Linked DNA regions of Mus musculus: regions 2, 3 and 4 are each linked to region 1. The links are chromatin contacts, called in public HiChIP or PLAC-seq maps. All regions are on one chromosome and are shown on one strand. The core of a region is the stretch at or near the end of the contact, and the rest is flanking DNA. Distances in the headings are between cores, read along the strand shown.

Region 1 (4,913 bases), core at 221-2,720:
AAGCTAGAAACATTTTCTAACTGGGCGACTGGTCAAGGGAGGCTTTGTGGAGCTGAAACTTTGGAGTTAGCTTGGAAGGTTGGGTAGGGCCAGAGTGGAGAGGCTCCCCCCTCCTCCGCGCCCCAGGGAGGATATGGTCTAGGCAATCCTGGAGGCAGGAAAGTAGCACTTGTGCTTGCAGGGGGCGGTGGGGGTGGGGCGACGACCAGAGTCCGGTTTTGCTGTAGGACAGAGAGGAAGCAGGGAAAGCCAGGGGTAGGAGGAACCAGCGAGATTGGTGTGGCATTGGGCTGGGATGCCGCACAAAGGTGACTCAGAGGAGGTTCCTGCCCAAAGTAGCTCTCATCTTGCCAAGACCAAGCCCTGCAGGCAGCTTAGCCTGGCATCTCACACTGCCAGCCAAGAGCCATTGGACAGACCTCATGTTGTGCTACACATGGGCATTGCTTCTCACTCTGCATTCAGAGAGAGAGAGAGCTCACCTACAGGAGCCTCTCTGGATGCCAGCCCCAGACCCTGGGACAAAGGCCTGTCTGGAAGGTAGGCAATGCTGGAGGACAAAAGGGGGCCTGAATCCTGCCCCCACCCACCCCACCCCCCAGAAAGCTTCAGAGTCCTTCAGCATTCCTCAAATCTCCTGGGGTGCTTGAGACATAATAAGGTGGGGGACAGTTCTGGATTGAGAGGGTTGGAGGTGAGGTCGTCAAAGCCCCGCAGTGCAAGCGGGTCATGTGGTCACAGGTCTAATGTGCTGTCTCCACTTGCTGATGCTGAGTTTGCTACAGTCACCCTCGTACCCTACAGTGGACCTCCTAGGTCAGACCCCATACGGTGCTGCAGGTCAGTCCTCCAACCAGGCTAGGGCCTGGGGTTCTGGAGGGTGTGGTCTTTTACCAGGTTCATTAGTTATCTTTCTGGGTCCTTGTCAACCCTGGTTTTTGAAAGGCGAGTCAAAACGGGGGAAGTGACTCCTGGAGGATCTCTTTTCCTTTAAGATAGTACTAGAGCTAAAGTAGGCTTCCTATCGCTACGGTGACATTTAAAGGTATGTGGCATTCCTGGTTAGGTACTGAGTGGGAGAGAAGGGAGGAGTTGCTCACTGCCCTCCAGGTGGAGGTTCCATGTCCTTTTCCCAGTGTGGAGCTGTGCTCTGAGTCCAGCCTGGCGGTGCCAGGACAAGTATTTCTACACCAAGCGCGGGTCTCCATTTGGCAGTAACCGTCAAGCCAGTTCGCCGGGAGAGAGGTGACAGTGGAGTGTATCCTTGTGCTCGGTTGTGCCCGTGGCTGCGACTGGCAGGCGGCCACGCGTGCGCGTGGGCACGCGCGGCGAGGACCCACGTGGGTCACCCAAACAAAGGCGGCGCCGCGTGATCGGGCGCGCGCGCGCGCACACACCGGGCAGGGAGGGCGGGGAGGCGAGGGGGCGGAGCGGGGCGGCGGCTTGCGCAGGCCCGGTCGGGGGGCGCGCAGACTCCGCGCAGCAGGACGTGAGCGCGCGACGCGGCGCCGCCTCCGCGCTCGTGGCCGGCACCCGCGGGGCCGCGTAGTCCCCGCTCCCCGGCGCCGCTGGGCTCCCGGGAGGGCGGCAGGTGCAGCGCGGCCGGGTGGCCGGCCAGGGGGGCGCCGCGGCGGCGGGTGGATGAGAGTTGGCCCCGATCATCCCGCAGGGTAAGCGGCGCGCACGCGGACTCCCACACGGACCTGGGCGACGCTGGCCACGCTCTGTCCTAGCTGCCGGGCCGCGACCCCGTGTGCCCACACTCTCACTCGGTGGCCCACAGCAGCGACCCTCCCTTCGGGGAGCAGCGCGGGCGCGCCCCCGCACACACGCTCCCGGGGCGCGCGTCACGGCCGCCCCTCGCGCGTACCACGGGCGCTGTGCGGGTCAGGGTCCTGGTGGGCGAGAGGCAGACGTCGATGGGACGCAGGGCCCAAACTATGATGTGGGGGAGTCATTAGATGGGTCACCATGCCTAGGCCGCTAGCGGGGGGGTCAGGATGAGGGCACAGCAAATGTCGTCCTACTGACCCACTCTCTTGGTGGTGGGGGAGGACTGAAAAGGAGGAGGGCTGTCCAGGCCGGTGTGGCCCAACAGATGACCCGGGGAAAAGTTGTGGACGCTTGCTCCCTTTCCACACCCTGCTCTCTGTTATATCTTTTCCTTTCATTTGGAATTAGCCTATGGGATTCTGGGGACAGTTGGCACCTGGGCTGGAGCTTAGGCCTATGTGTTTATACAACCGTTAAGGTGGGGTGCTGTGTGGCAGTCCCTAACCTAAGACTTCATCTGTCCAGAGCGGGACCAGCACCTCTGAAGGGTGGAGAGGGACTGACTAGTCTGGATGTTGGTTCCCCTGTGGCCTTCCTACCCGTGGCCAGGGTAAGAAGCAGGCTTCTAGGGCCAGAGGCAGAACCTTGTACTCTTTGGAACTTCCCATTTTCAGAGATAAGAGAGATTCAGTTTGGGGGGACCTTGTTCAGAGTGGGTTCCCTTCCTGCCTTGCCTTGTGTAGATTAGGGACAAAATTAAAGGTGCTGAGTCTTAACGCACTCCCCCCCCCAATCCTCAATTTCGCTGAACCCCAGCCAGGTAGGAGCTTGCTTTAGGGCCAGGTTCAGAAGGAGGGGTCATGGTCCAGGCTCTGTAGGGTTTGAAATAAAGGACAGTTGGAAGTTAGTTTATCTCGGATACCTGTTCTGTGAGATCGGGCAAGGCACTGTCACAAAACCAGCCCTGCCTCAGTTTCCTTATCAGTGGGTGACTAATGACAAGATAAGAGTTAACAAGATGGTGTGGGTTCCACGGCAGCCAGACACACTCTAGGTGAGGAGTCAGGCAAGGCCATCCACCCTGTGCCTCTCAGGTGGCTTAGTGGCCCTGCAGAGATCGGAAGAATCTTCTCTCATTCTGCCCAACCTGTTCCCAGGCCCATTTGGGGATACACAGCCCAGTCCAGTCAGAGTGCTTTATTTAGTATCCCTGACCCGTGCTAGGATGAAGCCACAATATAAAGATGCTCTCTGGGACACCCCAGCTGGGAGTCTCAGTCAACATGCCTGCTCCTCCCTCCTCCCCAAACTGCTTGTGGACTTGGAGCCCCCTGCCTTTGCTGTGGTACTGATTACTGAACTCCCAGGGGTACGGGCTAGGATATCTAGGAGGTTGGATACCCAGGATGGAATTCTTTGTGGACCATCATTTCCCTGCTTTCCTCTGCCATCCTGGCTGATGGTGGTGAACATGGCTGTCCCTGTTGGTTCCGGAGATGTCTGTCTGAGTCCATGCTAGAACTTATGTCCTATAAACTGCCCGAGATAGTCTCAGAGTTGAGGTCTGTTTCCACCCAGCCTGGGCACCTGTTTATCCTGTGCCTCCTCCCCAGGCAGGCAGAGAGGTTTTTGCAGAGGTGTATTCCTTAAGGGAAAACCAGTGGTCTCTCTCTCTCCAAACCTCCTGGTGCCCTCCATTATCGTGGCTCCCCCGGAGTGGCGCCAGCAGACAGCGCAGTCGTCGGTGCCAACAGCCGTGGCCTCCGCTGTCCTCATTCTCTCTGGGCTTCACCTTCACCTTCACCACCTAGAAAGAGGAGAGTCGGACCTGTTTCCTGAATCAACATTTCTGCCTCACAATAGCGAGTGCTCCACACAATGGAAACAGTGTCACCGGAGGCTCTGAGACTTGGCTGTGCTTGTACGGCATAGGAAGTTACAGCTGTTTAGAAATAGCAACTCCAGCCATGCCACATCTGGACAGAATTCATGTCTGGAGAACCAAAGGCTTAGTATTCTGCTGTGGGATCCTTGTTGGCTAATGTGCTTTGTGGTGTCCCTTCCTTCTCTGGGGACACATGGGAGCCCTATCCAGTTCCTCATGCACTGGTAGGGCTTCTCTCTAGAAGCCGGATCTACTGAGCCTTTACAGGGTTGGGGTGCTCATGATGGGGCAAGGACTGTGTTTGGGGGCCGTCCTCTTTGGGGAGCTGGGTAGGTAGGTTCTCCTTCTAAGCAGCCCTGGCCCCTCTGCTCTGGTGTTTGGCTTTCTTGGTATATCATAATGGCAGCACTTTAGTGTGTGTGGCGGTAATTGTCTGTCAGTGGAGATGCAGTGACTGGCTTGTGTGGTTGGGCCACCTTTTCTGAGCTTCTGCATTCTTCCCTGCTAGGTGGACTGCGAGGGTGCGGCTGGCCCTCTGGCAGTGCGGGGCAAGGCGGCAGCCCGCTTGTGTAGGTAGGTGGCTGTTGGGACAGTTGCTGTGGTGTGTCAAGAGTGGAGAAACAGCAATCCTGAATCTAGAGAGATAAGATGGGAGCCTTGCAAAGTGAGTCACAGGTGAATGCCGTGAGGCAGATCCTCTCTCCCCGGCCTCAGGTGGCCATTTCCAGGGAGGCCTCCACCCCAGGGCCGTTTGACCATAAACAGGGTCTCTGGAAGGTTTGGAATGTGAGCTCTGTGAGCTGACTGGGGACTTTTTGGTACCATTCATAGTGGCCTTGGGGCTGCATTCTCCTTGGCTTTTCCCTGGTGGCTTCCAGCTTTTCTTCATTCTAGACAGAACTAGAAAATAGTGGTTAGAGAAGGGGCGAAAGTCCTTAGCCAGGTGTGGGCCAGCATTAGGGAGGAGGCCTAGCCCAGCCCAGGTGGGTGGGCCCAGGGCAGCTGTACCAGGTCAGAGCCTGTGGCTGATGGAGAAATGCCGAATAAAGAAAAAAAAATCCTGCTGTGACTTAGGGGTTTTCCTAATTGTAGAAAACATCGATCTTTTCTCCTGGGGTGTCTGTGTGTGGCCAGTACTGAAGGCCTGGGAGGGGACTTTCAGCTATAAGTCACCACTAATAACATTTGACATCTAAAGGCTATTGTTAAGACTATTTGGTGTTTGAATTATAACCAGGGTTGTGATTATACTTAA
Region 2 (4,711 bases), core at 773-3,272, 120 kb before region 1:
TGGATGGGCCAGCATCTTCAAGCAAGGCTGGATGGGCCAGCATCTTCAAGGCTTTGCGCTGGGACAACAAAAGGCTATGATTCTTGTAGTAAACAAGAATCAGCAGATCTTGGAGGAACAGATGCATGGCTTTGACTCTCTCAAGTCTGTGACTACACCTTTAATCCCAGCTCACAGGAGGCAGAGGCAGGTGGGTCTCTGAGTTTAAGACCAGCCTGGTAGAAAATGTGAGTTCCAGGACAGCTAGGGCTACACTGAGAAGCTGTCTCAAAAAAAAAACAAACAAAACAAAACAAACAAACAAAAAAAAAAACAAAAAGGATGGACAGAAACCCTATAGGAAGAAGCGCTGGTACAACTATATCAGCAGACAGAGCAACTTTAAGGCAAGCACCATCACCAGAAAGGGCACATGATGACCATAGCCAGTTAGCCAGAAAAGAAAGGAAGCTGATTGTCGAAGTTCAGAATCAAATTGCCACCATGGCAAACAGCAAATATGACAATGGCATAGGGTTTTTAGAGGCTTTTGGTTTTTTGGTTTTCTGGTTTGTTTTGGTTTGTTTGTGTGTGTGTGTGTGTGTGTGTGTGTGTGTGTGTGTGTGTGTGTGTGTGTTTGTTTTTGAGACAGGGTCTACACAGCCCAGACTGGCTTCCAACTTCCTAAGTAAGCCCAGGGTGGCCTTGAGTTTCAAATCCTTCAGTTTCTACTTCCTAAAATCTGGGATTACATTCCACCTGATTTATGCAATGTTTAGTGTGTAGCCCAGGGCCTTGTATGCACAAGGCAGGCAATCTACCCACTGAGCTACACCACCAGCCCCTGACACGGTCTGGGCCTGTGTCACCACAATCAGTGCCACGGTCTCAACACATGTGGCTCTCCTTGCTTAACGACAGCAGAGAACACATTCTTTTCAAGTCCACACAGAATATTGACGAAGGCTGGTTGGATCCAGGCTTTAAAGCAAGTCTCGACACATTTCCAAGGGCTTAAACTCAGGGGGCCCAAGTTGTGTGGCCTCTAACCATTAGAAACAATATCAAAGGTTTCAATACAAAGTGTCTCATGCTGGTTAACTCAAGGTACTCCACAGGCCTCAGGAGAAACCCTGACAGAAAGGACTAATGTCAATACCGATGCATCTTGACTTTGGTCTCCGCCACTAGCTGATTTTGGAAGGTAATTTTCACCATTTTACATATTGCTTCCTTTGCCTCACACAAGTTTCCTGGGCTATTCTCTCTCACTGGCCTTGCTGGCAAACCCCTCAAAAAAAAGAGATCAACAAGGAAGTTGAAAATGGCATGTGTCTGCAACAAAAGGAGAGGCTGTGAATAAACCCCAGGACAGGGACAGGAGCAGCCACCCATCGTGTACTTCTACTCGATTCAAGACAGATGTCAACAACAGTATGGTTATTCTGCTCGATGATATAGCTGGATCTGGGCTGCCTGACAGCAATTAGCTAACTTGTCCAGGCTTTGGCCTGACACGGGATGGGGACATTCAAACTGCTGCATCACAGCACTCTCTTGGCAGTCAGGACACCACAAGCTGAACATGTCACACAAACCCTACCCCCACCCCCAATTCCTGTTAGAGCAGCCTCTGCGAACCATAACAAGGTGGCCCCTTGGGTTGCTCATGAGGTCTACAGGACCCCTTAAAGCCCTCCTTGGTGTATCCAGTCTTTAATTCTGTGGCTACCAGAGTTAGTCAGGGCTAACCTTGCTGAACAGAGCCTTTTTCCCTCCAGGTACACTAATGACAGCTTGTAGGCGCCCGTCATCACCTGAATGAAAACGGCCAATTTAATATGTTCCGACAGAGCAACACCCACAGAGAAATAGCATCCCCAGGCAGGGCGGTGCTTCCAAGTTCAGGCCAAAGTGAGCTTCTGGCCAGCCGGGAACCTTGTGAAATTACAGCTAATGAGGAAAGAATTTGCCATGCACACCAACAACCCCCAACCTCTGGGGCTGTGACCTCAGGTAAGTGGGCAGGCACAGGCTAGAGGCTGGCTTCTGTCTGGGCTGATGGCCCCACCCTCCAGCCAATGCAAACAAATCTATCCAAGGGCCCTGTGACCTCTGGCAGCGAGCTGGAAGAAGGGAGGGCTCTGGGCATCCCTGACTCCTCCCACTCTCTGAGCTCTGCTGAGGGGTTCTCTGGCTGACTCAGGATCCATGGGGCCTAGGTTACACGAGCCTCTAGCTTCAATTTGCCTCACGTGAAATGGGAGCTTGGTACAGACACTCCTTAGGGTCCACCTCTCCTCTGACTATCTCCGACTCCACTCCAGCTGCCTGACTGGGATGAAGAACAAGAATCCAGGGCCCAGGAAGTAGAAGAAACAAGCTATGGCTTTATGAGGACATGGGGACAGCAGGGGCCATGGGAATTCCAGGAGCCACTACCCTTAAAGCTTGGGTCAGACCTCATTCCTCGGGAAGGGAAGAGACAGATATCCAGTAGAGGCTGTGCTGAAGGGGAGGAGGGAGAAGGAGACAGAGGATGACCTATGGGGAAGGAAGTCTACGGGCACCAGGGCTTGTTACATGCACTCACATACATACGGACACACAGAGAGATGCATGCACTCATGCATAAACATACATACACATGAGCACACAAACACAAACATACATACACATATGGGCACGCATGCACTCACAGACATATACACAAACGTGCACACAAACATAAATACACGGTCACGAACACATGCAAACACAGACACGTGCATAAAGACATGCCCAGTTATACACACAGATGCACGCGCACACATGCTCAGACACATTCACATACGTAGGCAGACACGAGCACACAGAGAGACATAGGCACACATGCATGTGCTTACATATACAATCTTTGGAAAAGCCTGAAAGAAAGAAAGACATACTTAGTTACTAGTTCCTCCAGATTTGAGCCCAAATCCTTGCTAGGGCATGATTCCTCTAAGTGACCATTGACAGTGACCTCTGGGCCTCCTGACTACTGCGAGTGTTAACTCCAAGGAAAGCCAAAACTGGAGAATTCTGACCCTGCCCAGGAATTATGGGCCATGGTTTATACAAGAAAATCTGTCTGGTCAGTGCCAATGTCAGAGATACAAGGGCAGAGTTGGGGGCTCAGTGGGACCTCCTGGTCAAGTACGGATTCCCAGACAGAGGGCTCATCCGGAACCTCGGAACCTCGGAGCCTTGGATAAGGGCTCTCTCTACTGTACAGACAGTGGAGGGCTGGAAAGTGAGGGTAGCTCAGTGAGACAGCCCTGGGTGATCCCCACAAAGGAGTAGCATCCCTTGCTACCTCTGGCTCCAACGACCTAGCAGAAACCATCTGTCATGTAAGAGATATGCGAACGTGTGAATGCGGTGCATTAAAACCACTTCCAGAAATGTCCGGGTACTCTGACCTAAAGTTCCAAACAAGCCGAATGGTTAGAGGTAAATATAAAGAAAACACACACGTGGCATGAAGTGACGGGGTCCTCAAGATCCCTCGAGGCAGGGACCCGGGGTATGGCAGCATGTAGGTTTAATATGGGGGTGAGAACTTGCACTTTGCACTGATGGAAGCTCACGCCCCAAATCTGCTGCAGCCCTTTGCCTTCGCCCTGAAAGGCTGTGAATCAAGCCAGGAAAAAAAAAACAAAAAAAAACCAAAAAAACAAAAACAAAAACAAAAACCAGCCAAATTCCAGGCAGGCAGACCAGAGCTTCTGTCTAGGGCAAGTTACACAGACCCAGCAGCTCTGAGGTTCTATGCTCCATTCTGTGACTGTAGTGAAGGCAAGTGGGTGCTGGAAAGGAAGTCCACAGGAGCCCATAGTTATGCACGAACTCTGCACTACCCCTATCCTGAACGGCACAATGGCACTGCACCTTGGGTCACCCATATTTCCCTCTGCGTTCTCTCTGCCCACTATAGGGCAAGCGTAGGAGCGGGGAGATGAGTAGCGGATGCCCTTCCCAGGCAGCCTGGGAAACCCCCGCTGTCTGGTTCTCCTTCTAGAGCACTTGTCTGCTCTGCAGGTGCCTGTGTGTTTCGAAGACACACTCACCTGGAGATGGAGCCTGGAAGACGTGCCAGCTGTGGCTTCCATCAGCACACCATCCTCCTTCCGGGTCCGGAACATGAGCCCCAGGTACCAAGGCACAGAGATGGTGATGTCAAGGTCACTCCACAACACGACGCTCTCACCAGTGAAGCGCTGAGGGTGTGGCATAGCTGCAGAAACAGACCAGGGCCTCAGGCACCTCCCAAAATTAGGCAGAGAGCATCTTCTCGGCTGCCAGCCAGGTGAAGCCCTTCTTCACTTTGCCTTTCATTCTAACCCACATGCTAGCTTCAGACTTGTATATGTGTTCAGTACCACCCTAAGAACCCATCAACGGACTCTGTAAATGCCCACCTTGGTTTCTGTACAGCTCACTGGGTGAAGAAGCCCCTGAGTGTTACCAGACACATCCAAAAGTGTGGGAAAGTTTAGGGAGCCCACCCTCTAAATGAGATGACAGTCAACAAGTGGTACTGTGGCACTTGGGACATGGAGCAGGTTCAGCTTTTGGGAGGGTGGGTGGGTGGCACCATTCCCTAGGCAGGGGATCATGGCTTATTTAAGACTGAAGACAGAGTGGGGCTCTAGCATGAATGCATGCATTGCTCTCTGCTCTTAATTATGGTGATTATGTGATGTCACCA
Region 3 (4,789 bases), core at 1,240-3,739, 100 kb before region 1:
CATGGTAGTGCACGCCTTTAATCTCAGCACTTGGGAGGCAGAGGCAGGCGGATTTCTGAGTTCAAGGCCAGCCTGGTCTACAGAGTGAGTTCCAGGACAGCCAGGACTATACAGAAAAACCCTCGAAAAACCAAAAAAAAAAAAAAAAAGAAAAAGAAAACCAGACTAGATACTGTAACTTGCTACTGAGGTCTTGGATTGGTCGGCTTGACTTACGGGGCTATTAGGGACTTGATGGAAAAAATTTAAAACTGCTATCCACGATGATGATAATGATGCTGATGCTGATATGGAGAAGGAGGAGGAAGAAGAAGAAGGAGGAGGAAGAAGAGGAGGAAGAGGAGGAGGAGGAGGATCACCATTCGGATCATTCCTAGAACAAGAAGGGTCCAAGCACCTAAGAGCCAACCTGATCTGAGAGGAACTTCACAAGCCCTGTCAGCTGCAGGAGGCCAGTATGACAGCCAAGACAGTGATGTCCCTGTGCTAGAGGCAGAAGGCCCAGAAGGGGGCAATCCTTTGAAGATATTTAGTAATGACTCGAGACATTTGAATCTTCACTAGGGCATGGGTCCTGTGACATCTTGTTAGTAATGGCCAGGAACACAGAATGAGCCTCTTCCCTACTAAGGTCATCGTCAACCCCAAATGCCAGATGTGCCAGAGTGAGAAGCCCAACAACTGGCCCCTCTCGCCTCCTAATCCCTTCAAGAAAACTTCCCCTACAGACTCACCCTGACTTCAGACGCCATTTTCTCCCCACATCCTGAGGGTACCCCACAGGAGAGTCCACACTACCCCATGAGTCCGAGATGACCACATAAAGCTCACTTCCCAATGAGCTGGGGGCTGTCTGAGGAACTGAGGTAGGCACAGCCAAATACATGTGGTACCCTTGGTTTCCTGACCAAGGCAGTGAGGAGGGTCCCAACTAAGAGGGTCCTCACGTGGAGAGCGGATGGAGTCCTGAGTGTTGTGTATTATCTGACTTGGGCATGGCCACCTCAAGAACTTCAACGCTCAGTCTCATGGGAGTGGCAAAGCCTTCCCTGGGTGAGCTTCAGAAAAAAGCCTTCCTCTGGGAATGTTAACAGTGTGTATAGAAAGCATCAACCGGGGCTAGTGAGATGGCTCAGTGGGTAAGAGCCGACTGCTCTTCCGAAGGTCCTGAGTTCAAATCCCAGCAACCACTCGGTGGCTCACAATGTAATGAGATCTGACACCCTCTTCTGGTGTGTCTGAAGTCAGCTACAGTGAACTCATGTATAATAATAAATAAATCTTTGGGCCGGAGTGAGCAGGGACTGAGCCAGCGGAGCCAACCATTGACTGCAGTGAGCAAGGCCGACCAGAGTGAGCAGAGGTCCTAAAAATTCAATTCCCAACAACCACATGAAGGCTCACAACCATCTGTACAGCTACAATGTACTCACATACATAAAATAAATTAATTAATAAATCGGATGGCTACAGCCTGAGACTGCTTCCTTATAGACACCTATTGAGATTAGTAAACCTGCTTCCCTGTTTAGCTGTAAACCTTAAATCTGTCTCCATTCAGTGCACGGTGTGCATGTCTTTATTACCAGCACTGGGGGAGGCAGAGTCAGGTGGATCCTACCAGTTTGGGGCCAGCCTGTTCTACATAGTGAGTTCCAGGATAGCCAGGGCTACATAATAGAGAAACTCTGTCTCAAAACACCAATACATACATACATGCACACATGCATGCACACACAACACACACACACACACACACACACACACACACACGTTCCAAGTCACAGCCCACCTGACCTTAGCTTTTCTGACATGTGTGTTAGCTCTAGTCAGGTCGATCCCTTGAGACATCCAAGAGGGTGGGACTTGTGGTGTCCCTGTGTCCCCAGACCCCACTTGGGCTCCTTAAGCAAAGCAAGGTGTAGCCAAAATCCCTCAGGAAGCAAAAGAGGAACTCAAGATTACCACTGTCCAGTAGTCGGTTCCCTCCCCTCTAGACCACGCACGCCTCTTTTGGAAGCAGCCAGATGCCTCTGTGTTGGGGGTGTGGGTAATAATGTTCTCTTAACACCACACACACTCCTGGGTGCTGAAAGGTGACTTAAAAGAAACAAAGCATTGAAACCCGAGTTTCAAGTGCAAAGAAATGAGTTAAAATGCGTTTACTGACATCAGCCATCCTATGCCCTAGGTGGACACGCCTAGCCGTTTATTTTTTTTAAGATTTACTTTATGTATGTGAGTACACTGTTGCTGTCTTCAGACACACCAGAAGAGGGCAAGGGATCCCATTACAGATGGTTGTGAGCCACCATATAATTGCTGGGAATTGAACTCAGGACCTCGGGAAGAGCAGTCAGTGCTCTTAACCGCTGAGCCATCTCTCCAGCCTGCTTAACCTATTTTTACAAAAGCCCGGGGCAAGGGGGTGGGGAAGAGAATCAACAGGGAGGCCACAACCACAAATCTCCACTCAGCCAAACCTCCCTGGTGCTTCCAGAGAAGGGCTGGGTGAAACCCAAGAGGCAGGAACAGTGGCTTTCTCTAACAGGCCCTTGCTGGAGCCACCACCAACTCCAGTGGGCTCCTGTTTCCCTGGAGGCTGACTTAACCAACAGGTGTTCTCACTGAAAATGTCACTAAGTAGGAAGAAAGAGCAAACCGCCTTCACCTGCCCTCACTGGGAAGGTCTGCAGAGGGTTCCCTGAGGCCACAGACACTGTCCTCCTCAGGGCCTGACCACAGTGTGACCTCCAGGATGGACAGTCACACAGCTCCACCATCACCTGCCCTAGGCCAGCAGGCCTCCCTGCTGCCCCACACTGGCCTGCCCGTCGTCCCTCCTTCCCTGGATCATCCTGTTTGTGCGTTTCACCTGTTTCCCCAGGGGACCCGGACGAGAAGCCAACCTGGCAGCTCTGAAGTCCCCCCACAGGCCAGCAGAGCACAAGGTTCCCACAAAGGGCACTGTGGTCTCTGGGCAGAGGCATGTTGGCAGGCTGACCTGGCAATGCCCAGGATCGAATCTAAGCATGGCAAAGATGTGCCTGAAGGAAGCCAGCATTCCTAAAGAGCGGGGCAGATGTGACAGTTGCAGCCAGCAGTCAACTCCACACCCTTACTGCAGAGTCGGAGAGATGCACAAGTCTCCAGGAGCAGTGCGCTCGGGACCGGCACAGCTAGCTGCTGCTGGACCCCACTCAACTTAAGGCCACCATCAGGATGCGGCTTGAGTCCCTTCAAGTGTGGCTTACTCTCCTTCATCACCTTGAACCTCTCCTCAGGCAACCTTCTCAGCCATCTTCGGTAGCCTGAGGTCATTCCACATTTTATTGCCAGAGGACTCGGAACAGAGACGGCCACAAATGAGGATGACAATGACAATTCCCACACAGAGACCCAACAGAGTGACTCGCCCTGAAAGTGTCACTTTCGGAGTCTCTTTCCATCTTTACAGACTGGAGTCAAGTGAGAGTTTTGGTTTCTTTAAAAAAAAAAAAAACAACCCAGGGCTGGAGAGATGGCTCAGCAATTAAGAGCTCCAACTGTTCTTCTAAATCCTAGCAACCATGTGGTGGCTCACAATCGTCTGTAATGAGATCTCATGCCCTTTTCTGGGGTGTCTGAAGACAGCTACAGTGTACTTACATATAATAAATAAATAAATATTTTTTTAAAAAGTCACATCGTGTGAATATGTTTTTCTGTCTAATCCCGGGTGTGGGATAGGGGCTGCTTCAGTTTGTCCACAGCCGTTACCTCTGATGGTCTTGTTCCTGCTCTAAGGGAGTGTGATTTTTGCCAGCTGCAGATAGTTTAATTCTGGGGACGCTGGAGAGGGAATAAATGTCAGAGCCTTGAGAGGAGTGGGGGGAGGGGGCTTTGAAGGAGGAGGCTGCTGCCCTGGTTGCTGTTGTTATGGCTCGACCAGAGGAAGTTGGAGATACTCTGATGTGGAAGATTGGACTTGCCCCTAGGAACTGGACGACCCTAATCAGCAGGAAGTAGCCAATAGAGGTCTACACCGGCTTTCCACTCTAGCCTTCTTTATCTCCTACCTAGTATTGGGGGCTAGAAGAAATTAGGATGAAATGGGGTTGCAAGGGAGGTAGAAGTATAAGAACCCAATAAAATAATAAAATGAATACGCCCACACTGGAGTACTGTGACCTCAGGCTGCTGCCCGGACTCAGGCCTGAAATTGTTCCCAGCCTGACAGGTCTTCCCAGGCCCAAAGCGTGTCTGTCCCTGCAACCTGGATTGGTAGAGGCAGAGGCAGACAGAAACATCAGGGCCGTACTGTAATCTCTGCTAATATCCCCCTGTTGTGTGGCCTACTTAACCCCCACATGGAGGTTAAAGGCCATAAGGGAGACTGGTTGGTTTCTTCCCTAAAATACCCACCCTCTGGCAAGAGAAGGAAACAGCCCAGCAAAGGCCTAATCCTGTGCTCCGGGCTGTGTTTGTTCACTGGGAGGTGGAGGGAGCTGTTGAAAGGACCCAGCCTAGAAAGGGAACCACAGATTCCAGTAACCCACGTTTACCTACTGATCCTCTGGCACGGGGCCCCTCTTTCTTCTGGGCCATTTGAGGTAGCCTTCTGTAATGGGGTGCTCCTCTGAGCTGGCTCACAGGATAGAGAATTCACAGCTGGGCTGAGAGGCCCCACCCAACCACAGGATGCGCTGTTGCTCTGGCCACAGCAAACAGATGCAGAAGCTTCGAATGGGGAAATGGAGGCTGGCTCAACCTCCCACCCACCCCTCCCCTCCCTCAGCAGCAAGCCTGC
Region 4 (5,010 bases), core at 2,098-4,597, 110 kb after region 1:
GGCCCAGAATAGCGTGTTTTCTCAACCTGTTGATCAATACTTCTTTGGGTCATGTCTCAGACATTGGATATTACATTTCTTTATATATTTATTTATTTATTTTTGGTTTTTCAAGACAGGGTTTCTCTGTGGAGCCCTGGCTGTCCTGGAACTCACTCTGTAGACCAGGCTGGCCTCAAACTCAGAAATCGGCCTGCCTCTGCCTCCCGAGTGCTGGGATTAAAGGCGTGTGCCACCACTGCTCGGCTTACATTACAATTCTTAACAGTAGCAACATTACAGTTATGAAATAGCAATGGAAGAATTTTATGATGGGGGTGGGGGGCACCACAACGTGAGGCACTGTATTAAAGGGCTGTAGCACTAGGAAGGTTGAGAACCACTGGCCTAGAGAATCACAGCTCCAGGCAATCTTTTGGTTTGATTCTGTTGCTTTGAGTTAAGTACAGTCTTTCTAGATATCCCAGATTAGCCATGGACTCTCAATCCTCCTGCCTCAGCCTCTTGAGTGCATATGGGTGTACCCCGTCATGCCTGGTGACTAAAAATCTCTAACCCAGTAGCTCAGAGAGAGGCAGACTGGTCTAAACTTGCTTGACGCATGCTGTAATTACTTAACTTGGATCAAAAGAAAGTTCTAGGCTGGGCACGCAGCCTTGGGAAATAACAGGTTCCGACAGAAGCTGTGGGCTGAGGCTATGCCGGTCAGGGGGAGCAGAGGCAATTACAGACACAGCATCCTCTTTGAACACAGGCTGGACTCCCAATGCTTCTTTATGAATCACCTTGTATTTTTGTACAGATGAACATTGCTACCTGCTGGCTTCCTAGGTTGGCTCTCAACCCTGCAGTCTAGCTAAAAAAATCCTGCGTCTCTGCCAGCACCCAAATTAGCAGGCCATGCTGTGGTGGCACCTGTGATCCCTTTGTGGTAGTATTTTTCCCCAAGTTGGTGCCATTGAAATTGGGTCATCAGAACCTGGAAGGTTCGATCTGAGCCATGAAAGGATTGTAGTCATGCCCCCAGAATCCCCAGAGGCACATACACTGGGAGGGGCTGAACTGAGCAGGATCAAGCCCATTGCCTTGTGGACCCTGTGCCCACCCTGGGTCTGGGGCCACCCTCAGCATTCCACAGGTGGCTGCCTCCTGGGATTCCCATTTTTATACCATTGTGCCTCCGAAATTCAGTTTTTAGCTGCTTCTAATTCTCCCTTCCCTAGTCTTCCCCTTCCCTCACCCCACACAGCTCCTCGTTACTCCTGCGAGGATGTTACTCAGGACAGGCCCTGTGACAGACATCTGGACACCTTCTACATAGCAAGTAGCTTGCCACCAGCAGCCAATTCTCCGACATGGCCCCTCCCTTCTCCTGCAACTTACCCATCTTCCCCATTTCTGGGGATGTTGACCTGGCCCTCATGGAGCCGCCTCCAAATCCTGCCCTGCTTGTGACCCTGCACCCACTCCCTGTACCCACCCGACCTCTGACTGCCTCCTTCCTGCAACACCAGGAGGTGACAGAGGCACATCTCTGTGCTGTTATGGCTCACCTGCCAAGCTCACATCAGGTCCTCAGAACAAACCTGAGGCAGTGACCCTCTGATAAAGCCCCCTGTGCTTTGAGTCTAGGACCACTGAGGGCAGACTTCAAGCATTTCCCAGTGCCTCTTATTCATAACTGTGACTGTCCCTAAGAATCAGGTGACAGAAGTCACAGCTGCTAAGCACAGTCGTGGAGTGAGATAAGCATCTGATGTTCAGAAGACTAAGAGGCAACCGTGTTACATCACAAAATAACTAAAGTGTGCTAGTGACGGTTGGACAACTCTCTTAAAAGTGTGCCCACGAATCATGCTTCATCTTACATATTCAGAGGGAGTCTCAGACCAAGAAAGGAGAGAACAGTGTCCTAATGTCCCTGATGTCACATGCTCTGCTGGCCAGACCCCAAAGGCCATGCTGCACCAGGGACCCCACACAGCCACGCAGCCCACAGTACATTCCACAGCTGCCGTTGCACACAAGCCACACCACGGCTCATGTGACACTGGCATTGTCCCTTGGTGGGAACAAAAGCTCTAAAACCAGCACTGTTTAGATCCCCACAAGCATAACCGGATGGGTGAATTGGGAGGCGGAAAAACATTGAACTAGGGTAAGTCACATGAGCTGTCAGGAGGGACTCAGGCCTGGCGTGGGGGGGGGGAGGGGCTGGGGAGATCTTGTGATTGAGCTAGTGGTTCCGGAGAGAACAACAGTAGGAAGAGGGTAGGCCAAGAAGCAGTGAGGGACAAGGAGTCAGGGATGCAAGGAGAGAGGGGCTCTATGATGGGAATGTCATGTAGGGTGTAGGAGATTGTAGCATCTCCCTGCTAGGGACTGGGCGGGGCTAAGGGAAGGGAAGGAATGAGGATCTGTGGACAAAGAAGAACGGCTCGATAAAAATGACCTATCAGAAACCTGAGCTATCATCAGTGGCGCTGTGCTTCCAACAGGCCCCCCATCCCTGCACAGCACCTCTACATCTTCTACACCCCCACCTCTACATCCAATGCCTTGTGCCAGGAAACTGAGACTGTCAGTCACAGGGGTCAGTGGCGAGAACTGTGTGACTCAGAGGTATTGAAGGAGCTGGCATCTGGACCTCTTGGGGTGGAATGCCCCTCAAACAAGTTCTCTGATATGCAGTCTAGACCGTACGGGGAGATGCCCACACACCAGGATGGCCACATGGACACTTGATGACATCAACCACAGCAACTGAGAACAGGAGGGGGACCCTGGCAAACAGCTGGCCAGGCAGGAATTCTGGGCCCTTTCTTTTCCTATAGAATGCTATATTTCTCTGGTACACGTCCTCATACACTACCAGCAAGGTTAGAAGGTTCACAGAGACCCGGGATGAGAAGTGCAGTTTTTCCCAGACCAGGCAGGCCCCGAGCCTGTGTGATGAGGACACTGGCAACAGGCTGCCCTTCAGGGAACTTTCTGCTTTGAAGGGAAAGAAATAAGAAAGCCAGGGCTAGGCATAGCTCATCTGGTCCAAGAACGGTATGCTGTCTTGCTGTGCCCTGTGCTGTCTAGGCTGCAGCTGGGATGTGCCAAGAGCAGCCAACTTTCTCATGCTTCTACACTCAGCTTGCCAGGCAGCCTCGGCCATGAGTGGTGGATGTTACCCTAGGCTCTTGTAGATCCTGTTCCTGATCACAGAAAAGCAGTGGCTGACAGTCATTAGGCACGTCCCCTTCCCTTTAATAAAATAATGGCTGGCTATGACTCAGAGTCAAATGTCCTGGATCGCTACAAAGGATATTAACTTCCTTTTCCAGGACCTCACAGTCAGACTGCGGGTCAGCCTTAGGGCAGGAGCAGTGAGTGTCCAAGACACAAAAGATGACAGATGCTGTGGCCCACAGCCCAAAAGGACCAAGCCCACACCCGCATTGTGCAGTCTCTACCTGTCCCCTCACAGGGACCACAGTACCATTCACTGTGCCAGTCACACACCTGATGTGGGGACACAGAGTGCTGCTCCTGGTGCCCCCACCATTCTGAGAGGTGGCCCTGTTTATGGTGTTGCTGTCCTGAGTACACCAAAGTGGGGCCCCAACCTGTTGTGGGTACAGAGGCCAGTTCACTCTAACCTCCAGTGCCCCCAACACTGTGTAGGACGAGGTAAGCACTCATAGGTGTCCTTGCCCACTCCATTTGGGACTCTGGATGCGTCCCCATCAGCCTGTTGCACAAGGACCTAGCCAATCGTGGGTCCAACCCTGGACTCCTTACTACCAGCAAACTAGTCATCTCCTCAGGCCCCGAGAAGACAGTCTTCTTCACTCGGCTTGTGATTTGTTTTGCAATCCATGCCATTGCTTTGCTGGGCTGACGAGAAGCTAGAATGATGATGGTTTTTCAAATCATTCTACATACTTGTCCAGAGGGCCTAGTTGGAGGAGTGAGGTCCACCTCGAAGTGCCACCTTCTTGCCGGTGGCACGAGCACTGAGAAGTCACTCTCTCCTTCAAGCCAGAGCGAGTTTCTGCCCCCCCCCAGAGAAATCTACCCTTTTCCTTCAGAATCCAGAGGTTAGAGTAACCCCTGCCCCCTCCTACCTTCCTGGTACAGGCCAAGTGAACTTTGGTAGTGCCTCCCAGGGACCCCTTCCAGACACCCTTGCCTCATGAGTCACCCCACCTCCACCCCCATCATTCCAGCTTCTCGTCAGCCCAGCAAAGCAATGGCATGGATTGCAAAACAAATCACAAGCCGAGTGAGGAAGACTGTCTTCTCGGGGCCTGAGGAGATGACTAGTAGGTAAAATGCTTGCTGAACAAGCATAGGGGCTCAGGTTCGATCCCCAGCACCTACTTGGAAAGTCAGTTACAGTTCGTGTGGGGCTTGTTTGTGATCCAGGGGTTTGGGGGTGGGTGGGTAGAGACAGGACACCCCAGAGGTTCATTGGCCAGACATTCTAGTCCCAGGTCTGAAAAAGAGAGCCTGCCTCAAAAAGCAAATTGAGGTTGGGGAGGGGAAGTTAAGTGTGGGAGAAGGGGCTGGAGAGATGGCTCAGTGATTAAGAGCTCTGGGTCTAATTTCCAGCAACCACATGGCAGCTCATGGCTATCTGTAACTCCAGTTCCAGGAGATCTGACTCCCTTTCCTGGCCTGTGCAGGCACCAGGAACACATGGTACATATCCATACATGCCGTCAAAACACTCAGGAGCATAGGATAAAATAAATATAAAAAATTTTTAATGAAAATAAAGTCGGAGAGTGACCGAGGAAGATGCTTGATGTTAACCTCTGACCTCTACACGTGCACATGTGCTTTCGCACACATGCATTGCTCGCATGCACACAGGCATACACTCGCACCTGCACTTCCACGCACGCCTGCTCAGAGCCTTTGTTTTCAAAAACACTACTCCAGTTACAAAGAATAGCAAACGGCTACGAGATCTGGTCTCTGTCTGCCTAGGAGGGTGCTCTTTTAGTTAACACATTA

The links. HiChIP or PLAC-seq counts read pairs in DNA pulled down with a chosen protein or histone mark.
Region 2: a contact with region 1 is called in an HNF4G HiChIP or PLAC-seq map of pancreatic cancer cells. The contact joins the enhancer-like site here to the promoter of Gramd4 in region 1. A contact is called at or near these places in 3 of 39 promoter capture datasets (hematopoietic stem and progenitor cells, liver and pre-B cells), 1 of 15 datasets of contacts at CTCF or cohesin (CD8 T cells), 2 of 484 Hi-C or Micro-C datasets (bone marrow-derived macrophages and embryonic fibroblasts), 5 of 115 datasets of contacts at active chromatin or transcription factors (acute myeloid leukemia, double positive thymocytes, embryonic forebrain and 2 more) and 2 of 9 other capture datasets (adipose tissue and liver).
Region 3: an H3K4me3 HiChIP or PLAC-seq map of the SCID.adh cell line shows a contact between it and region 1, with 10 read pairs. The contact joins the enhancer-like site here to the promoter of Gramd4 in region 1. A contact is called at or near these places in 1 of 39 promoter capture datasets (pre-B cells), 2 of 15 datasets of contacts at CTCF or cohesin (CD8 T cells and the NIH/3T3 cell line), 2 of 484 Hi-C or Micro-C datasets (conventional dendritic cells and double positive thymocytes), 2 of 115 datasets of contacts at active chromatin or transcription factors (the SCID.adh cell line and pancreatic cancer cells) and 1 of 9 other capture datasets (embryonic tail).
Region 4: an H3K4me3 HiChIP or PLAC-seq map of the SCID.adh cell line shows a contact between it and region 1, with 18 read pairs. The contact joins the enhancer-like site here to the promoter of Gramd4 in region 1. A contact is called at or near these places in 6 of 39 promoter capture datasets (the C10 cell line, the HPC-7 cell line, hematopoietic stem and progenitor cells and 2 more), 4 of 484 Hi-C or Micro-C datasets (CD4 T cells, natural killer cells and pre-B cells), 11 of 115 datasets of contacts at active chromatin or transcription factors (the 230-238 cell line, the SCID.adh cell line, T-cell acute lymphoblastic leukemia and 6 more) and 3 of 9 other capture datasets (adipose tissue, liver and pancreatic islet).

What each region holds. Positions count from the first base shown.
Region 1 is chr15:86,057,292-86,062,204 of GRCm38.p6, forward strand. It overlaps Gramd4 (GRAM domain containing 4), which reads left to right and starts at 1,471. Exons shown (of 19, transcript NM_001379572.1): 1 at 1,471-1,670. The coding sequence starts at 1,642. It overlaps Gm41375 (a long non-coding RNA gene), which reads right to left and starts at 1,325. Exons shown (of 3, transcript XR_875536.2): 1 at 1,101-1,325.
Region 2 is chr15:85,933,774-85,938,484 of GRCm38.p6, forward strand. Celsr1 (cadherin, EGF LAG seven-pass G-type receptor 1) reads right to left here. Exons shown (of 35, transcript NM_009886.2): 9 at 4,071-4,237. Among named protein-coding and RNA genes, the nearest start is that of Trmu, 57 kb to the left of the region's middle. Within about 2 kb of position 2,023, at least 73 of the 459 cell types and tissues checked have an H3K27ac peak or open chromatin away from gene starts, as enhancers often do. A contact at or near this core is called in pancreatic cancer cells, where this site is marked.
Region 3 is chr15:85,951,717-85,956,505 of GRCm38.p6, forward strand. All of the region lies in intron 5 of Celsr1 (cadherin, EGF LAG seven-pass G-type receptor 1), which reads right to left. Among named protein-coding and RNA genes, the nearest start is that of Trmu, 75 kb to the left of the region's middle. Within about 2 kb of position 2,490, at least 11 of the 459 cell types and tissues checked have an H3K27ac peak or open chromatin away from gene starts, as enhancers often do. A contact at or near this core is called in the SCID.adh cell line, where this site is marked.
Region 4 is chr15:86,166,609-86,171,618 of GRCm38.p6, forward strand. The region is part of intron 1 of Cerk (ceramide kinase); the gene reads right to left. Among named protein-coding and RNA genes, the nearest start is that of Gm15569, 17 kb to the right of the region's middle. Within about 2 kb of position 3,348, at least 151 of the 459 cell types and tissues checked have an H3K27ac peak or open chromatin away from gene starts, as enhancers often do. A contact at or near this core is called in the HPC-7 cell line, the SCID.adh cell line, T-cell acute lymphoblastic leukemia and 6 more, where this site is marked.